Regions from separate parts of the Mus musculus genome. Here regions 1, 2, 4 and 5 are each linked to region 3. A link is a contact called in public HiChIP or PLAC-seq data. All regions are on one chromosome and are shown on one strand. Each heading gives the region's core, a stretch centred on a gene start, on an enhancer-like site or on the middle of the called end of the contact. The rest is flanking DNA. Distances are from core to core; before and after follow the strand shown. Region 1 has its middle 26 kb from the start of Runx2os3. Region 2 has its middle 100 kb from the start of Runx2os3. Region 3 overlaps Runx2 (runt related transcription factor 2). Region 4 has its middle 86 kb from the start of Runx2os3. Region 5 has its middle 61 kb from the start of Runx2os3.

Evidence for each region. HiChIP or PLAC-seq counts read pairs in DNA pulled down with a chosen protein or histone mark.
Region 1: a BATF HiChIP or PLAC-seq map of CD8 T cells shows a contact between it and region 3, with 5 read pairs. The contact joins two enhancer-like sites. A contact is called at or near these places in 2 of 115 datasets of contacts at active chromatin or transcription factors (CD8 T cells and pancreatic cancer cells) and 1 of 9 other capture datasets (embryonic stem cells).
Region 2: a FOXA1 HiChIP or PLAC-seq map of pancreatic cancer cells shows a contact between it and region 3. The contact joins two enhancer-like sites. A contact is called at or near these places in 2 of 15 datasets of contacts at CTCF or cohesin (CD8 T cells and pro-B cells), 5 of 484 Hi-C or Micro-C datasets (bone marrow-derived macrophages, embryonic fibroblasts, forebrain neurons and 2 more), 5 of 115 datasets of contacts at active chromatin or transcription factors (CD8 T cells, effector CD8 T cells, large pre-B cells and 2 more) and 1 of 9 other capture datasets (embryonic stem cells).
Region 4: a FOXA1 HiChIP or PLAC-seq map of pancreatic cancer cells shows a contact between it and region 3. The contact joins two enhancer-like sites. A contact is called at or near these places in 1 of 484 Hi-C or Micro-C datasets (forebrain neurons), 2 of 115 datasets of contacts at active chromatin or transcription factors (effector CD8 T cells and pancreatic cancer cells) and 1 of 9 other capture datasets (embryonic stem cells).
Region 5: a contact with region 3 is called in a FOXA1 HiChIP or PLAC-seq map of pancreatic cancer cells. The contact joins two enhancer-like sites. A contact is called at or near these places in 2 of 484 Hi-C or Micro-C datasets (Sertoli cells and muscle stem cells), 1 of 115 datasets of contacts at active chromatin or transcription factors (pancreatic cancer cells) and 1 of 9 other capture datasets (embryonic stem cells).

What each region holds. Positions count from the first base shown.
Region 1 is chr17:44,534,490-44,538,243 of GRCm38.p6, forward strand. It overlaps a transcript of Runx2 not described here. Among named protein-coding and RNA genes, the nearest start is that of Runx2os3, 26 kb to the right of the region's middle. Within about 2 kb of position 2,197, at least 12 of the 459 cell types and tissues checked have an H3K27ac peak or open chromatin away from gene starts, as enhancers often do. A contact at or near this core is called in CD8 T cells, where this site is marked.
Region 2 is chr17:44,457,314-44,461,006 of GRCm38.p6, forward strand. No RefSeq gene overlaps it. Among named protein-coding and RNA genes, the nearest start is that of Runx2os3, 100 kb to the right of the region's middle. Within about 2 kb of position 1,923, at least 43 of the 459 cell types and tissues checked have an H3K27ac peak or open chromatin away from gene starts, as enhancers often do. A contact at or near this core is called in CD8 T cells, bone marrow-derived macrophages, memory CD8 T cells and 1 more, where this site is marked.
Region 3 is chr17:44,688,366-44,692,063 of GRCm38.p6, forward strand. The region is part of intron 3 of Runx2 (runt related transcription factor 2); the gene reads right to left. Among named protein-coding and RNA genes, the nearest start is that of Runx2, 46 kb to the right of the region's middle. Within about 2 kb of position 2,191, at least 60 of the 459 cell types and tissues checked have an H3K27ac peak or open chromatin away from gene starts, as enhancers often do. A contact at or near this core is called in CD8 T cells, bone marrow-derived macrophages, memory CD8 T cells and 1 more, where this site is marked.
Region 4 is chr17:44,474,643-44,478,229 of GRCm38.p6, forward strand. No RefSeq gene overlaps it. Among named protein-coding and RNA genes, the nearest start is that of Runx2os3, 86 kb to the right of the region's middle. Within about 2 kb of position 1,484, at least 19 of the 459 cell types and tissues checked have an H3K27ac peak or open chromatin away from gene starts, as enhancers often do. A contact at or near this core is called in pancreatic cancer cells, where this site is marked.
Region 5 is chr17:44,499,159-44,502,656 of GRCm38.p6, forward strand. It overlaps a transcript of Runx2 not described here. Among named protein-coding and RNA genes, the nearest start is that of Runx2os3, 61 kb to the right of the region's middle. Within about 2 kb of position 1,458, at least 68 of the 459 cell types and tissues checked have an H3K27ac peak or open chromatin away from gene starts, as enhancers often do. A contact at or near this core is called in pancreatic cancer cells, where this site is marked.

The sequences.
Region 1 (3,754 bases), core at 947-3,446, 150 kb before region 3:
GGCACGAGCCTGGTGGGGGGCGGCGGAGGAGTCAGGGGGTGATCTTGATTACATTCATCGATGTGGGAAGACTGCTTTTAATTATAGGTGGGACCATTCGATGGGCTTGTGGTCTTGGGTTGCACGAACTGGGAAAGCAAGCACAGCACTTGCATGTACTCGGTCCTCTCTGATGCTTGACGGTGTATGACATGTGACCCGGTCCCTCACGCTCCTACTCTCCTGCTCTTACAGCATCTCCACATGATGGACGTAACATGGAACTATGAGGCAGAATGGACCCCTTCCTTGTTAAGCTGCTTCTGCCAAAGCATTTTATCACCGTGTCAGGGAAAGAAGCTAAAACATCCTCTGTGAATTGATAATCTTGAACGAGTTGTCATAGGAGCAGCAGGGGGTTAATGAAACCAGAGTTACCCTAGGGAACCGAATGGATCCCAAATGTAACCGTAAGAACGCTGTTACATGGGAAAACAAAATCAACCAACCAACCAAACAAAGGATGGTGATTTGACACACAGAGGAGAGGAGACTGTAGCATCACCATTAGAGGCAAAGACTGGAGTGACATAGTGAAAACCAAAGAATACCAGATGTCAGAAAAACACACTGAGCAAGGAGTACACCTTCCCTATCCACCCAGAGAGTCCAGAGTCCAGAACTCCTAACACCGGATTTCAGCACACTGGTGCTGATTTCAGAGCTATGCATGAGGGAACAAGCTTCTATTACTTAACCTGTCTTTTACAGTAGATTGTTACAGCATCTGCAGGAAGCTAATAAAGTCTGCCATACAAAAAGATGTGAGCATATCTAGCCTAATAAAGGGTACATAACAGGTATTCAATATATATATTTCTCCCGCATACTTTTAACTCTAATTCTTTTTTTATTTTATGAACTTGAACATTTTGCCTGTATGTATGTATGCATGTATGTACATAGGTATGTGTTTTGCATGTGTCCTGGTGCCTGTGAATGCTAGAAAGAGAGCATCAGATGCCCTGAAACTGGAAATGCAAATGGTTATGAGCCACCACAAGGTGCTGGGAACTGAACCCAGGTCTACTACAAGAGCAACCAGCACTCTTAACTGCTGAGCCAGATCTCCACCCCTCCCTACAACCCTTTCTTCCTTTTTCAGTGGCTTCTAATTTCCCACTGTCTTTTAAAATTAGTATTCAGAAGCTGGGGAGATGGCTTAGTTGGCAAAGTTCTTGCCTCATAAGCATGAGGCATTAAATTCAAGCCCCCAAAAGTCACATTCAAAACAAAGCCATGTGCAGGGGTGTGTATTTGTAATATCAGCACTGTGAGGACAGAGGCAGGGGAATCTTTGTACTTAGTGGACAGCCAGGCTGGAAAAATTGGTGAACTCCACATTCAATGATAGATCATGTTTCAAAAAGGAAGGTGAAGAGTGACTGAGGAAGGGCTCAGTATCAACTCTGCAACACACGCACATGCACACACACACACAAGTTACACAGGCACACACACAAACATACATACATGCACACACACTCAAATACACATACAGAGAGAGAGAGAGAGAGAGAGAGAGAGAGAGGCACACACTCTACACACAGGGAACATCCAGTCAATGACATAGGGGGAGAAAAGCATCAGCTATGGGCCTCAAGTCAATATCCCATCAGGCTCTGTAGCCTCCATTTTCCTATCTATAAAATGGGGGCCATGGAACCTACTTTGTGGGGATTCCTATGAAAACCAAAGAAAGACAAAAACCAAATCCTGATGTCATTCTTGTATGTCACATGCTTATTTGTCCAGCCAGCTCAACTTTCCATCTTTGGAGAAAACAAAGAGTAAGTGATTACAATTTCCATTTCCAGGACTAATTATAGTTTCAAAAATGCTGATGGTTAAAACTGGGGGTTTTCTCCAGGCATTTGTGCCCAAGGCACACAGGATGATGTCTAAGGACCTGCTGTCCCTTCTGCGTGTGTTACAGGTTGGGGGGGGGGGGGCGGGGTGCTGAATCTACACAGGCCCAGCATGCAGAAACACGATTTGTCTAAAGGATGACTGCTAAAATCAAGACATCCTTTTTCCGTGGAATCCAAGAGCAGAAGCAAATACTGCGGGAGAATCATCAGTGTGGTACCATGCATAGCTCTTGCACCAACCATGGGCATGCACGGTGCTACACAGCTGGCTTCAGATCATAGGTCAGACTCACCAGTGTGGGACCACACATGACCTTTGGCACCAACCACATCACACATGGTGTGCTCTGCGAAGTTGGCTTCCAAGAAGGTGCGCTACCACAGAAGCAGCTGCCTGCTGTCCTGACACATGGGGATGCCCAGAGCTTGCCCAGCCCTTTCCTCCCTCTCTCCACCACATCAGCTCTCATGGCACTCTGTGGAATGCCCAAGGTACTCGGCTTGCTGACCTTCCAATAATACTGTATTTGTAGATAACTATCATATTGTTAAACGTCCATGGGGGAAAATATCCTGAAGGGACAAGAGTCCTCATATTGGGGACAATGTAGAAAGCACTAGAATTCATGGGATTTACTGAATACCAAGTGTCTTTTCATGTCTTGGCTGTGTCCTCAAAAGGAGACATATTTGACAGACTTCAGTCTTCTTCTCTTAGTGTCTCTTCTTGGTTCAAAAGAAATTCTATGCATGATGAAAGAGCTTCATCATGAACGAACACATCTAAACCAACCAGATTTTAAAGTTGGAATTACTAATTTTTAACTGAGTGTTGGGGAGGGCACATGCATATAGCCTGGAGTACTTCTAGAGGTGGAAGAGAACAGCTTTCAGGAGTCAGCGTTCTCCTTCCTGCATGTGGGTCCCAGGCATCAAACTCAGATCATCTTCTTGGTAGCAAGCACCTTTACCAAAGTAGTCACACACACACACACACACACACACACACACACACACACACACCTCACTAACTCATTTCCAGAGGGATCAGAGAACACAGGAAAGCCCCATGGGAGTCACCAAATAAGCAACGATCCAGTCAAACCACTGAGAAAAGCAGATCTAAAATTTACCATAACCTCCTTACATAGAAGCGAGGGAATGCTTCTCTGGCTTCTTTAAATGTCTTCCTGCAGTTAATTTCACTAAAAACCACACTTCTAGCCCTACCATGCCTGCAGCCTTCTCATTACCTCCAGCAATTTACATGGCATCTTTTTTGAACTCTGGATTCCCGGACAGGGTTGAGCATCGTGGGGTAAATTAGTGAATCATAAAAATTAGAGCTGGAAAAGGCGGCTGAAGTCACGGGGTCATCCTCTGCCAACTCCCCGAGATGGTTGCCTGTGGTTTCTTTGTGAACGCTTTGTTCAAACTGGGTTTAAATCAACAATATTGTTCCCAGGGAGGGGGTGGGGTGGGTGGGAGGCACAACGAAGAATTCTTTGACCCTGCCATCCATTTTACTAGCTAGCCCAAACCTGAAAGATGGAATCCAGAGCCACCATTCAGGAAGAGGAAGGTGGACCGTGGGAGACAAGGTCGGTGATAGATTTTGGAGGACACCGAGTCCAACATTACTTTTTAAAAATAAGGGAAATGAAGTTTTGAGATGTTATTGTATAATCCTATGAAGATTCCACAGAACTCAGGGGCTGGACCAGACACCAACAACTGCTTCTATTTGCCTTCCCTTCTGGACTTGTTTGGAACATTTATCACTGTGAGATCTGTGACAGTGGATCCTATGTTCTATTTACTTAAGTTATTTTTTTTTGAAGAAG
Region 2 (3,693 bases), core at 673-3,172, 230 kb before region 3:
AACACAGTCCATCATGGCAGGGGTGGGGTGGGGGAGTCATGGCAACCAGAGCTTGAGGCACCTGTAACATAGTGTCGTTATGTTACATTCTAATGTTACATTTGAGTGTGTGAAACATCAGCAGAAAGAACTGAACGCTGATACTCAGCTCACGTCTCCTTTTTATTCAGCTTGGGGCCCCAGACCTTCCAACAAATGGTGCCACTCATATGCCCAGTGGATCTTCCCATCCCAATTTCCCAATCTGGAAAGCCTCTCACAGATATGCCTGCATTTCCTTGGTGATTTTTAATGCTGTCAGTTTGAAAATCAACATGGACCATCATGCTACTTTTAGAAATTCATTGGAATTTCATTGGCCTAAGCTGGGTAAAAGTACTAAGTGTTGTGGCCCCTAGTATGATAGGCACTCAGGAGGTGTCACCTGACATCATGGTCTTGCCAATGAAATTGTGCTACAGTTCCTTCTGACTTTTGTGGTATCAAGGTGTCCTGGGTAGGTTTTTGTCAACTTGATACAAACTAGAGTTATCTGGAAAGAACTTCAATTCAGAACATTCTTCTACCTAGATCTCCACACATGCACGTCCATAGATTATTCTCCCAATTAATGATTGATGTGCGGGAGCCCAGCCCACTGTGGGTGGTGACATTCTTGGTGCATGAGTGATATAAGAAATCAGGCTAACATCACACCTACAGTCTAGTGTCTTTGGTACAGAACGCTATTCTGCAAGCTACCAAATAGAAACGTAAACACCAACTCAACCACAAATGCTTTGATCTACAATGCTGTTCTGCCTGCAAGAAAGCCAGGACAATGGTGGCACAAAGCTTATAGGAGTTGCCAACCAATAACTTATTTGACTTAAGGCCCACCCCATGAGATGGAACCCATATGTGACACTGCTTGGGTGACCAAGTACCAGAGACTAGACAGCCTATGGACCTAGAGTAAAATTAATTACTACTGTTCTAGACAAAAATCATAACAATAAAATAATTTTAATGGCATTCCATTGACCCATAGATCAGTGCATTGTTCAACCGTCTTCACCATGCAGCCTGCATCCTCCTGCAGCAGATGGGAAAAAATACAGAGACCCACAACCAGACATTATGCAGAGACCTTTGAACACTCAGCCCTAAATGGATGTCTTCGTCAAATCTAAAGGCTCAGAAAACCCTTAGGAAGAGGAGGCAGAAAGAGTGTAAGAAACAAAGAGAATGAAGGACATTAAAGAAAGATCTTAAGACACAGAAAAGTTAAAGGAGCAGTGGATAGGTAATAGAGTTGGGTTCCAGAGCCTCTCCAAATGGCCTCAGGCTGTGGCAGATGGCTCCTGGATTTAACCTAGCTAGAGGACAGAGATCTCCTAGGTCCATTTGGGGATCCATAGGCACATCTCTGGATGCTTATAGCTCCATCAAATGGTTCTCAGGTCGCAGGGCTGAGACACTAGTGAGCAAAGGTCACACGAAGTCATCCTCTCCTTCCTGGAAGGTAGAGCGGGGCAGCATTTGGGCCAACTACATTTTCAGAATCAAAGTTCCTATGAAAATACAATTTGCAACAAGAGCATGGTGCCTGGCTGGGAAAGGCTTGGATGCTTGGCATGGCATGGATGCAGACCCGGCTATGAGAGCTAGATTCTGGATGTGGGGCAGTATTTAAAAAGGATCTGGGAGAAGAGTCTTCCTTTATGGACAAGCTACAGTTAGACTAATGGATGCCTATAGTCGGGTGCCTACAAGGCTCAGCAGGATTCTGGCTAGCAATTTTCTGTTCCCTTGGCACATCAGAGTCACAGCAGGGTAACTCCATGGCCAAGGCATCATCTCATGACTAGAGTTGCAGGGTAGCTCAGGAGAACAGTCTGCTATGAAGCTTTCAGGGCTCCCCGTGAAGTTTCGGTTTCAATCTTAATAAAATATTTTTGAAAATTTCACAATTGCAGAACAAACAAAACCATGAGTCATGGCTCACAATTTCCCGGTGAATTTGCTATGTGATTGTGTCTCTGACAAGTGCATAGTTTCCAAGGACAAGGGAACCTTAATGTGAATATTTGACCTGAGGGGCATATGGTAAGGGGGAATAGTACAGCATCCCCCTCCTGGATATTATGTTCAACACCAGAACCCAAACGAGACTCAGTAGAGCTTGGCTATGAATTTTCCCAACTTCACACATTCATTGTAGTCCCCTCTTTCTCTGTATGTGTGTGTGTCTCTGTGTGTGTATATACATGTGTATGCCTGTATATACGTGCAAGTGCATATCGTGCATGTGTGTGGTGGCCAGAGGACAATCTAGAAGATTCTAGGTACTGAACTTGGGCTTTTATGCTTCTCAAAACAAGATGACTGAGCCATCTCCCCAGCCCCTCATCATCTGATTATTATTATTATTACTATTATTACTATTTCTGAATCATATTTTTGTCCTCTGCAATTGCATAAAATGAATTCTTCTAGGCCAACCATTTAAAAAAAAAACAAGATTAGATTTTCGTGAATGGAATGGTAGAAGTATGTGCAGAACCCTACAGGATTCTGCCACTTAAAGAACTCAGAACATTTCCATTCTCCTGTGGAAGAAATGGAGACAAGAAGCCAGACTGTGACACTGTCAGATATTCCCAGTAGCAGTACATTGCAGCCCACTAGACAACCAGTTAACAACAGCCAGAGGAACAAGGATCCACAGTCAAGTACACGTAGCCACGACTGATGCCACTCGACCTACAATACCCAAACAGGTCTCACCAGACTCAGCAATTATTTTCTCTTCTCAAGATTTTGACTTTTTGTTTGTTTGTTTGTTTGTTTTAACATATAGGCTCATTAACCTTGGGCATGTGCTACTTCAAATTTAACCTTGGACATGTGTTGATGCAAAACAAGAGTCTCATCTCATCTCCTCTCCCTACAGTTGCTTGCCACGATTCACTCAGCTCAGGCTCTTTGAGATTTTCAATTCTTATTGTCAGTCAGTGGGCTAAACCTTGCGGTAAAGGTCAAGGTTTCTCCTATCTCACACCATCATTGCCTTTTACACTCTCCCGGAAGGGCTCTTGTGCAATAGAAACCTGATTCAAGGGAACACATCTCACCAGAGACCTTTCAGTGAACGATGATCTGCAAATAGTCATTTTGTTGCTTGCCGAAGAAGGGGCTGAAATAAAACTTCAAATAATGACTATCGCATGTCATCCTCCAAGCCACCCAGGGTACCAAGGAGAAGCTTGTCCATTTCAATGGAGGAGATGTTATACAGTTATCCAAGTCTTGTTTGTTAGGGGGAGGGCGAGTGCTTTGTTTTCTTCTTGTTGATTTGGATTCCTCTCTCCTTCCTTCCTTCCTTCCTTCCTTCCTTCCTTCCTTCCTTCCTTTCTCTCTCTCTCTCTCTCTCTCTTTCTCTTTCCTTCCTTTCTCTACATCTTTTTCTCTTCTCTTCTCTTCTCTTCTCTTCTCTTCTCTTCTCTTCTCTTCTCTTCTCTTCTCTTCTCTTCTCTTCTCTTCTCTTCTCTTCTCTTCTCTCCTCTCCTCTCCTCTCCTCTCCTCTCCTCTCCTCTCCTCTCCTCTCCTCTCCTCTCCTCTCCTCTCCTCTCCTCTCCTTTCCTTTCCTTGTTGTTTTGTGTTTGAGACAGGTTCTTATATAGGCCAGGCTCCCCTCCAATTTGCTAAGTA
Region 3 (3,698 bases), core at 941-3,440:
AACCATGTTTCTATTTAGGGCAAGTCTTGGGTTTGGCAACCACTAGGCAGATCTCTTATTCCTTTGAACATCTTACTACTGCCAACCAAGGAACAGATACTAAGCTGTGACCTTGCTTGGCAAGGTGAAGAGACAGTTCTTTCTTCATACAGCAAGACACGTTTATGTAGGAGTGAAACGCTCTCAGCCATTGTGACACTTTGCTAATTTTGGATGTAACATACAAAGACTAGTTCAACCTATCCCAGGAATTAACTTGCAGGAATCAGACCCAGATGCAAATCCTTCACTCCACTGTCTCAAAACATGATCTATATCTAAACTCACAAACTGAGATAAAGTAAACAGAAAAGAGTGTGGAAAAGAAGGAGAATAACTTTTAAAAAATTAAAGCCAGTTTCTGTATGACTGCATAGAGATCTCTGTTTTCGTACTATAATACTAAGGCAGAGAAAAAGCGTCACTTTTAACTCTATTAGCAAGATGAAAGGGATAAAAGGGATAGGCCAAATGACATTATAGGCATTAGTGTTGCAAAAAAAATTTTTTTCTCCCCAGCAGAAGAGAAGTACCCCCTTTCCTGGGAGAAATAAGGGCACCTAAAACACCCCAATAGAGCCAGATATAGTGACTCAAATCTTTAATTCCAGCACTTGGAAGGCAGAGAAAGGATGATCTTTGGGAGTTCAAGGAGTCCCAGGTCAGCCATAACTAGACAGTGAAACCCTGTCTTTAAAAAGAAAGGGTGATGGGAGGAAAGCAGACCTGTGAGGTAATGCTGCTGTCTTAGCTTGTGTTTTATTTCCTATATTTACCAGGCAATCAGAAGAGATCTGGGCACTCTATGTCTAGGTGTTCTCTTAAGAAGTCACTGATGGATATCAAATAAGGGTCTGGCCTTAGGATGTTCCTCACCTCACACCCAGGTGGAGTCTGCTCCGTAAAGCCACTGGCCCTGGGCTTGTCACCACTCAGACTCTGATGCCTAACACCAAAGCCTGATGCTCCAATGACTGGCTGCAAGTCTGGGCTTTTTCAAACCTTTTCTCATGAGAGTGTGCAGAGAGAGCATATTATGCTACCAATTCCAGAAAGTGTGGTAATCCGTGATGCTTTCCAGACATGTGTGTCAAAGCGAAGTTGTAGTTAATGCCCGCTTGCTTAAATTTCATCCATTCGTGTTCAAATCATCTGCTCTGAAAGGGAAATGTTTACTCTTGTACACATTTGGGTTTTAACCTCGAAAACCATTGCTAGAGATTAATCTCAGCCACTGAACATCTGCTTCAAAACCCAAACTCAAGTCCATCATTTCAATGGCATTACAAATACTCCATTCCGTTTTCAATACTCCACTGCGGGCTGTGACATCCTGTTACCACACAAATCATTAAAGCCAAAGCTAGTTATTCAAATGATAGCTCACAGAGATACCGGCACCCACCATTTCTGCCTCAAGTTGCTTTGTAGTGTGTAGAAGGATGTATTTGTTCATGTGTACGTTTCATGTAAATCTACATACACAATTTCATGTGATCTTCTCCTACATACCTTCCAAAACTCATAAAATCTATAAGACCACCAGTGCTGAGGAAAAACAGAAGCCGACTACCACGCCCATTAGCTTAATGTAGAATGAGTGTTGGCACATCAGTACTGCCTGCTTTGTTACCCCCTCTTAAAAGATCCAGTACTTCCCAAGTGATTAGAAAGACAAGCATGAGTTACTGCACACAACACTATAAATAAATGTAGTGTACCCTGTGGACTCTAAATGCTTGCATGTGTTTAAATCAACTTGCTTAACACAGACTGTCAGAAAAAGGACCTTTGTCCCCTTGGTTTTTAATTAAACTTTTCTGTATGTTCTTTTTTTACTTAATGTCTACATCTGAATATTGACTCATCTGAGTGTCACCAAAGTGCCTGAAATGGCTTAGGCCTGACAGTTTGCTTTAGCAGTTGGACAAGCCAGATCTAGTCACGCATTCCTGATGCAGCTGCCCCAGCAATAATTTTAAGGCTTAATTAAGTTATACTGCCTATCACACTTTAAAAAAAAACTAATATTGCTAATTCATTTACTAAATATAACTAATTCCTTTAGCAAACAGCCAAGATAGACACACAGAAAATTAGACAGAAGTTCCCCCCATGAGTCAAAAGGACTATCAGATCAGCCTAGTCCTTGAATGGTTCAACCCCACCCCCAACACACACACACACACACTTCCTGTTATACTTTGTGGTATAGTCTGAGCTAGAATAAAGCTTGAAAGAGTGCCAACAGACATCAAACAGCAGTGGCACACAGTAGGTATGCAGTAAGCATGTGCTAGCTGATGACCTACAACTTATTTCATGCTTTGCTTTAAGAGACCCCTTCACAGACCGCTCCCCTTTCTTCTCCCTGATATGAACATTGATTTTAGAGGCACGCACACCTCCTGATCTTCCACCCCCATCCTTAACACACTTGGGATGTAGAAGTGCTCTCTAGCTGGCTTCCGTGCCTCTGTATGTTCCTTACTTCCTGTGTCTTCCTTCCAATCTGTTTCCTGTGTCCCTATCAAACTCAAATAGCCTCTCTGATTCGAAACTCTGAGGCTCCTCTGTGGACAGAATCCCTACAATTCTGCATAAGGTAAGAATTCAAACCCTGCCCTTTCGATGAGCCTACTGAAGAACTAAGTACCTCACATCCAACCCTCCTGCCTTCTCTATCTACTCAGGACTCCTATCAATGGCTGTCTTCCCTCAACACCATCCTCTGGACCAGGCTAGACTCTCTCCCTGGTAAGGGACCCTGCAGGTACAGCCAGTGATAAAGGATAAACTCCAGAGAGTATAGTGTCCCAGAAGCAAGGGACTCAGTGTTGCTGAGGAATGGCCCGCATTCCCTGCCCTTTCTCTTCCCTGTTGCTGTAACAACTGCTTCCTTCTATCTGGATTCTCACCTTCAGGGCTCAGCTTTCTCCAAGGTGCTTGCCTTTCCTTTAGCATTTCTATCACACACTAACAAACACACGGATACTGTGCTTGTGTGACAGTGCTAGGGAGTTTTTGTTATGTTCCTGTGTTGTCTTGCCTTGATCATGCTAGGGACAGAACCTAGGGTCCCCTACTCTACCACAAAGCTACACTCCCAGCCCTTAATGAATGATGAATGCTTACTAAACTCTCTCTTACAATCACCTTTATAAGTAGACTCTCATTATAAACAGACTTTGTCACTCACATTTTTCTCATAGAGATACTGATGTCCTGGAATGGAAAGTGGTTTGTCAAGGGCCACTCACTCCGAATATGTCAGGGTGAGGGCTTCAGTTTTGTAACCCAAAGTCCAGATGGACTTCCTTTCATGCTGTTTCCTCTCTTCAGTTCCCTCAGTTCCTCTCCCCTCCTCACAGCCAACACTCCTGAAGCCACGGTCTAAATCCCTTAGCCCACTTTTTTCACCATTACTGATTTCCCCCCAGCCCTGGGAATCTGTCTCTCTACTGGGATCCCTTGGGTCAAGGTCACTCATGGCTTCCATACTGCCCAGCCCAATAGTAGTTCCTAGAAATGAAAATTAAACACAGTAGAGGCCGCACCTCAGCAGCCCTGAGTCCCTTGCTTCTGGGACACTATACGCTCTGGAGCTCTTCCTACGCCCCTGGCTGTACCTGCTCAGGGACTCTCGCCAGCTCTTCGAT
Region 4 (3,587 bases), core at 234-2,733, 210 kb before region 3:
TTCGTTGTTCCTTTGGCTGTCAAGAAACTTTGGAATTCCTAGTTGATTCCTGGGACTGGTTCCTGTGGAGTTGGAATTCTATTCAGAAAGGTCTTGCTAAAGCTTTCTGTTAAAGAGCACCCCTATTTCTGTCCAGCAGTTTCATTACCTCAGAGGGGAAATTCAGGTCTTTGATCTGCTTTAAAGTTAATTGTGTACAAGGTCAGTGGTGTGGATTTGATTTCTTTCTTCTGCAGGTGTATATCCAGTTTTTCTAACACCCACCTTTAAAAACAAACAAACAACAGTGACAAACCCTGGATCTCTCACTGGGACCTAGGGCTCACAGTTAGGCTAGGCTGGCCAGCCAGCAAGCCCAGGGGCCCACCTGATGCTGTCTCCCCAGGGCTGAATTTAAAGTACTTGTCTTGTTTCACGTGGACTCTGGAGCTTGAATTCATTACTGACTGAGCTGGCTCTCGAGCCCCTGACTTCCTATTATGAAAAGACTGTTTGTTCTCTTTTAGAGAACATAGACAAGCCCTTGCTCCAGCCTCCACAAATATTTCTATAGAAGGGTTCAAGGATCAGGTTGATAGGACCCCTTTCCCACCAAGGACTTCTGCTATCAGAAGCCAAAAGCCTTATTACAGTTTGAATATATCTTCATTGTGTCCTCTATTGGATATCTGTATGAGCAGGTTGGGGTCTAGGGCAAGTCATTATGTCATAGGGTGCATCATCTTTGAAATATAGTTTTAAGGGGCCCTGGTTAGTTTTTATAAGCAGCATCTTAGCTGTGAGATCCTGGCATGAGAGCTAATTCAGTAATGTTACTGCCTTCAAAGCTTGAGACCTGGTCTGCTCCCTCAAGAGCCCACATAAAGATGGCATGCACTTGTTATCCCAGTGCTGGGGAGGCAGAGACAGGCAAGTCTCTGGCACTAGCTAGCCGGCTAGTCAAGCAGCCTACTTGGCAAGCTCCAGGACAATGGAAGCCACTGTCTCAAAATAACAGCAACTGAGGAATAGCAGCCAATGTTATCCTCTGGCTTCCACATGCCACACACGCACATGCCACACACGCACATGCACACACGCACACAACCATATACATATACACACTCTTACGGACACAGAAAGTTAGGATCCCTCTACTAAGAAACAAAGCAGCAGGAGCCCTCATCTAGGTTGTGATAAGCTAATGTTATACCTTCTAATGGCCACAGTTGCGATCTAGATGTGTTTCTTTTCTTTAGTAAGTATCCAGCCTCCAGTCTTTTGCTATAGTAACAGAAAATGGACTGGTACACACTTCATGGGACCAAGACCCTTTTTCAGGGTCATAAGCATTGTTCCTTTAACAGGCCCGCTCCTAACACTTTAAGCAATCTTACGATAAGTGGGGACACTCCCGGGTAAAAAGGCCACTACGCTTCAGCCTGTTTTTAGGCATGAATCATATTCATTGTCTTTTGTATACAAAGTGGATGACTCAACTCTGGAAGCCACCTTCTTGTAAGATGGCCTTTGCCTGGCCCGGTGAGCAAAGGCTTAGTCAAATGTTCTACTTCAGGTTAGTCTGTAATTAACAGATAATGTTCTCACTGTTGGAATAGCCCTGTTAGATGATATAAGTCCCCACTCTTAACTCACTTCTGTCTCCAACCGGAGTTACAGCCGACGAAAAGGCAAATTGTGCCATCCCCCTGCCTACAGACTCGTAGGCTTCCCCAGCTCTCTTGACATGGAACCCTCCATCTTTAGGACCTCTCTGGAGGCACTCATACAACCTAGCTCATATCCACTCTGACTTCATTCTCTACAGCTTCCCATAGCCACATCTGGGGCTAGAACACATGCCCCTGCTGCAGGTTTACCCTTGCTGTTCTTCTTTCCTGGGTGCCTATTCCCCCACATAACACAAGGTTCGCACTCGCCACTCAGTTCTCCTTGTAGTTGTAACCCTCTTCGTTCACACACAGGCACACTATATGCAGCTCCATGACTTGAATCTCTATGTCCTTTAGCCATTATGAATATGCTCTAAAGCCCTGAAGGTCTGAGATATAGCCAAACTATTCTCAGGACAACACAAATGTATTGTCACCCTCTCATGCCACCCCGATTTGCTGCTGGCATTTGTACCAGAATCATGAAAGCAAGGGAGGACAGTGCTGTATGCGTCTCTCCAGATGTGGTCCCACTCAGATAACAGCTGCATAAGGAAGAACTGGTTTCACATTGCTTTCACTTCATTGAAGGTGTTCTGTTTGATGCCACATCAGAATCAAACCAGCAATACTCTCTAAAAGTCAGTTGTGATGTGGAACCTGAAGTTGTAACAATACCATGTTTCATTAAATTCCCCCAAGAGTCCTGTACTTCCAATGTGCCTTTTACCCACATTGATGGCATTGGTGGTCACTAGACCCCCCGCTACCCATTCACTGATTAAAGGTCTCAGTTTCATGACTCCTGGAGGTACTATGTAAATGAATAATTCCATTAGGTCTAGGTCCTTGAGCACAGTTCTTCAATTCTCTAAGAATATTCATAAAGCCCTCTTCCATCAACCAAAATAGAGCCGTTGACTCAAAGGAGACTGTGTGTGGCATTGTGTGAGTTGCTAGCTTAGGTATCTGGCTATTGTATCGCAGACCAAATTTTACTTGAGACACTGCCTCCTTATAGACAGTCATGCTAACTTGGGTGTGGGTCTCTCCACAGGTACCTTCTAGAAAATAACTGTTGGTATTTGTAGCCAAAGATAAAATACAGGCTTTCAAATAAAAATTCAAAATGGTGAAAACATCTATCTACAATTTTTCTACTTAGACTTTTCTAATGAGACCGGTGATGATTTTAATAAAAGTGAGCTTAAATTTTCACTCAGGCATGGTGTCTCATGGCTGTAATCCTAGCACTTGGGAGATAGAGGCTGGAAGTTCAGAGGTTCATAGTCATCTTGAGCTGCATAATGGATTTGAGGCTAGCCTTGGTTACATGTTCCTAAGAAAAACAAAAACAAATAAACAACAACAGCACAAAACAGAGACTGTGAGAGAGCCATCTGGTAAGACTTCCAAGCCCGATGACCTGGGTTGGTTCCAGGACCTACATAGCAGAAGGACCAACTTCTGCAGTTATAAAACATGGAGGCCCTGAACCACATGCTATATGTGTGTGCGCGTGCACACGCGCGCGTACTCACACACACACACACACACACACACACAGAGAGAGAGAGAGAGAGAGAGAGAGAGAGAGAGAGAGGTGGAAAATAAAAAATAAATATAAATATATATTTAAAAACAAACTATCTGTTTTAGCATTAATTTATCACCGTATCAACAAGCAGCGTAGCTATCCTCAAAATGTGTCAACTTCAAGTATAGTTGCCTGATGGTTCTGCATCCTGGGGTAACTGCATCTGCTCGATTGGTCAACTCATGGTGGAGGACTAGGAAGGAGGAGAGAGAGGAGGAGAAGGAGAGAGATGAGGATGGGGAAGGGAAGGAGACTGAAGGGGGAGGGAGAGGGGGAGAGCGGGAAAGGGAAAGGAATGGAGGAAAAAGGAGGAGGGAAGGGAGGAGAAGGAGAGAAGA
Region 5 (3,498 bases), core at 208-2,707, 190 kb before region 3:
AATATAGTGGTGCCTACATAGAATTCTAGCTCTCAGGAGGATCAGAGGTTCACATTCATCCTTGACTGTCTAGCAAGTTTGAGAAGAAGGAGTTCTGGGTGGCATGAGGCTCAGGAGAGCAATGTAGAGAATGGAATGAACCGTCAGCTGTTACCAGTATTTTCTCCTCCCTCCTCCATTTTAACTGATCGGTGATCATGTGATGGTGAGTATTCACTGTCACCTTGAGCAGATTTTGAATCACCTAAGATCTGGCCCACCACTGGGTATGTCTGTGAGGCTGTTTCCTCCTAGACTGAACTGAAGAGAGAGAGAGAGAGAGATGCTCTTTGACTATGGGTGGCACTGTCCCATTGGCTGGGTGCTCGACTGAATGAAAAAGGAGTGGAGCAGCTGAATTGCTTTTCTCTGCTTCCAGAGTGGGTGCAATGTGATCAGTGGCCTCACACTACTGCAACAACGCCTTCCCAACATCAAGGTCCATAGACTGTATCCCTGTAAACCTTGAGCCAAGAGCAATCTTTCCTTTTTTAAGTTGCTTTTCTCTGGTGCTATGTTACAGGGATAAAAAAAAATAAGTAACTAAGACATCCATTCTGAGGAAAGCTCACATTTCCAGTCTCCCTCACAGAGAGCTGGTTGTAGCCAAGTCAATCGGGCATAAGCGGACTAAAGTAGAGGTGTTGTGTTCCATCCGTCTTCCTGGGGTCCTGCCATTTGCAGTCTGCTTTGACCATGAGGTGAAAGCAGAAAATTGCCTTGAGAACTCTTAGAATGTGTTCTCTCTCTCTCCCTCTCTTTCTCTCTCTGACTCTCTCTCTCCCTCTCTCTCCCTCTCTCTCTCTATCTCTCTTTCTGACTCTCTCTCTCTCTCTCTCTCTCTCTCACACACACACACACACACAAGAGAGAGAGAGAGAGGGAGGGAGGGAGAGAGAGAGAGAGAGAGAGAGAGAGAGAGAGAGAGAGAGAGAGAGAGAGTTGGGTTATAAAAAGGACAAGTCCCAATTGTTGGGTCAGGATATGGGAAATAATGGTTTGAGAAGGAAGGAGGCGAGAAATGGCCTTAGTTCAAGGCTCAGAACTGGGAACTTTTCCTTTCTAGTTCTCTGGAGTCTGGGTGGCCTTTTCCCAGCTACACCCAGGCCTCCAGCAAGGCTCAGTTGTGACACACCTCAGTAGAGGCAGCCCTTGGAAACACTTCCCCAGGAGCCTGGAGGGCTGGGGAAACTCTCTAGCCCCGGGGCCTGCAGGAGAGCAGGTCTGTGGGAAGAGGGTGAGGTGTCTGAAGGCACAGAGACTCTCAGTACTGCGTCTGGGCCTCCGGCCTTTGATGGCTCAGGCTTGGCTGGCTGGCTGGCTGCCCGCTCCCTTCGGAACAGCCGACACTAAAGGGAGGGCTGAACAAGTGTCTGATGAACTCAGCCCAATAATATTCACTTCTTTTATTTTCCAGGAATGTCATGAGCCCCACAGGGTGATCTTCTGGTTTGAAGACCTGGTGAGTCAAGTCTATACAGACCTCTGACTCAGTTTCATCCCGAGTTCTCAGCAGACATCTCCCAGGAGCACGGCTCAGCGGGAGAGCAGAGCAGGGATACCTCATTAGGAGAGGATAGAAGAGCTCTGAAGCAGGCATGAGACAGGCTAGAGTACCCAAGATCACACGGGCCACATTGATAGTAATAGCCTATGTTCAGTGACTTCTTACTAAGTACAAAATCATGCATTCGCTCCACCAATCTTTGTGGCCAACTTGGCATGGCTTCTGCCATTAATTTTATACTACTGAGGAAACTGAGACCTAGCTAAGTGAGGCACCGTGCGCCCTGACCCAGAGCAGGTAGCTTATTCTAGAAAGGCTACTCTGCTGTGGACAGGACAGACAATTCGGAGGCATGAGATAGTGCAGAAAAAAAATTGTGAAGGGTACATTGTGTGTGTGTGTGTGTGTGTGTGTGTGTGTGTGTGTACACGTGTGTATACTTGAATTCCAATCTGTATCCCCTTCATTTCAATTCAAATGTTGTTTAACAAACTGCCTCCGAGAAGCAGCATAATGAGCAGCTTCAGATGGGATGGGCTAGCTGAGGCCACAGAGGCAAAGCCTGTGCTACAGCCCATGGAGCCAGGCCTTCACAGAGGTGACTGGACCACAGGTACCAGATCCTCTACTTTTCCCCTCAGCACTGCCCATTGCTGTATGCACTGAGCTCCACTGCAGAAGGGGTCAAAGGGCAAAGGCTGAGCATGTGGGAAATCCATGGTCTCCATCCCTGGTGATGTTGCCACAGTGTCACACCCAGAGCATCGTCAGCGTGGATGTCTGTGTAAGCTACCCAGCCTATCAGTCTCTTAGGCTAAGGAGTCAGTGTCCTGGTCAGCCACTGAGTTAATGAAGGGAAGTTAATGCTACAAAGGGGTAGCAGCAGCGGGGGGGGGGGGGGGGAGGCAACCACACAGCCTGGGTGTAGCTTAAAGGACATTTCCTTGGGGTTCCTTCAAGGAAGGAGACACAGAAGTAAAAGGAGTCTGTGCATGTAGGGTATCAGCAACATTATCCACAATGGGCAAAGGGACCATAACCAGGCCCACTGTGGTACAGAAGGAGAGATGTCCACATACAAAGGAATACTATTCTGCCCTAAAAAGGAAGAAAACCAGATACCCTCTACAGCATGGTCAGTTAGTACACAGACACCATCTGGCTTCCTTAGATGAAGTTCCCAGGCTAGACAAATGCACAGAGACAGAAAGGGTCACGCAAATGGCCTAGTGCTAGAGAGTGGAGAGATGTGTTTACTGAGTGCAGAACTTCAGCTGGGGCGATATGAAAGTTCTGGAGAGAGATGGTGGTGGAGGCTGCGTTGTGATATCAATGTACCCAGCGTCACTGAGCTGTACACTGAGGAACAACGGCAAGGATGCACTAATATGGAATATACTTCACTCATGGTTGTAAAACTTCATAAAACTTATGACAAGAGAGGGGGGACTGGAGACATCTTGAGTCATGGTTTGAGTAAGTGGGATGTGAATGATACAGTGACCAAATTTGATGCCTAGGACAAGGGAGACAGAAAGCAGACATGGTGGGGTGGAGATAGCACTTACAGGCAGGGCAATCAGAAGAGGAATTGAGAAGGTAATTTTGAGCAAAGGCTTAAGGAGTGAAGAAGGTGTGAGTCATCTTGAGTCAGGCATCGGAGAACAACTGTGTGTACACTTCTGTAACTTTCCATAAAGGGATCGAATGGATAACCTACTGCTAAGGTTTCTATGGATACAATGTGGGTGAAGCACCCCAGCAGGTCCCCAAGGGTAGAACGGCTTATTTAACCCTGGACGCTAAATGCTCCGAAGGTATGTCTGAGTCAGAAGGATGGGGCAGGGGGCATTCTGCCACTAAGAGCTTCTGTCGGGACTGTGTGGATGCAGGTGGGAAGAAAGTGATGTTCTTAGACCCCCATGCTTCCTAAGCAAGATGCTTGCAACGCA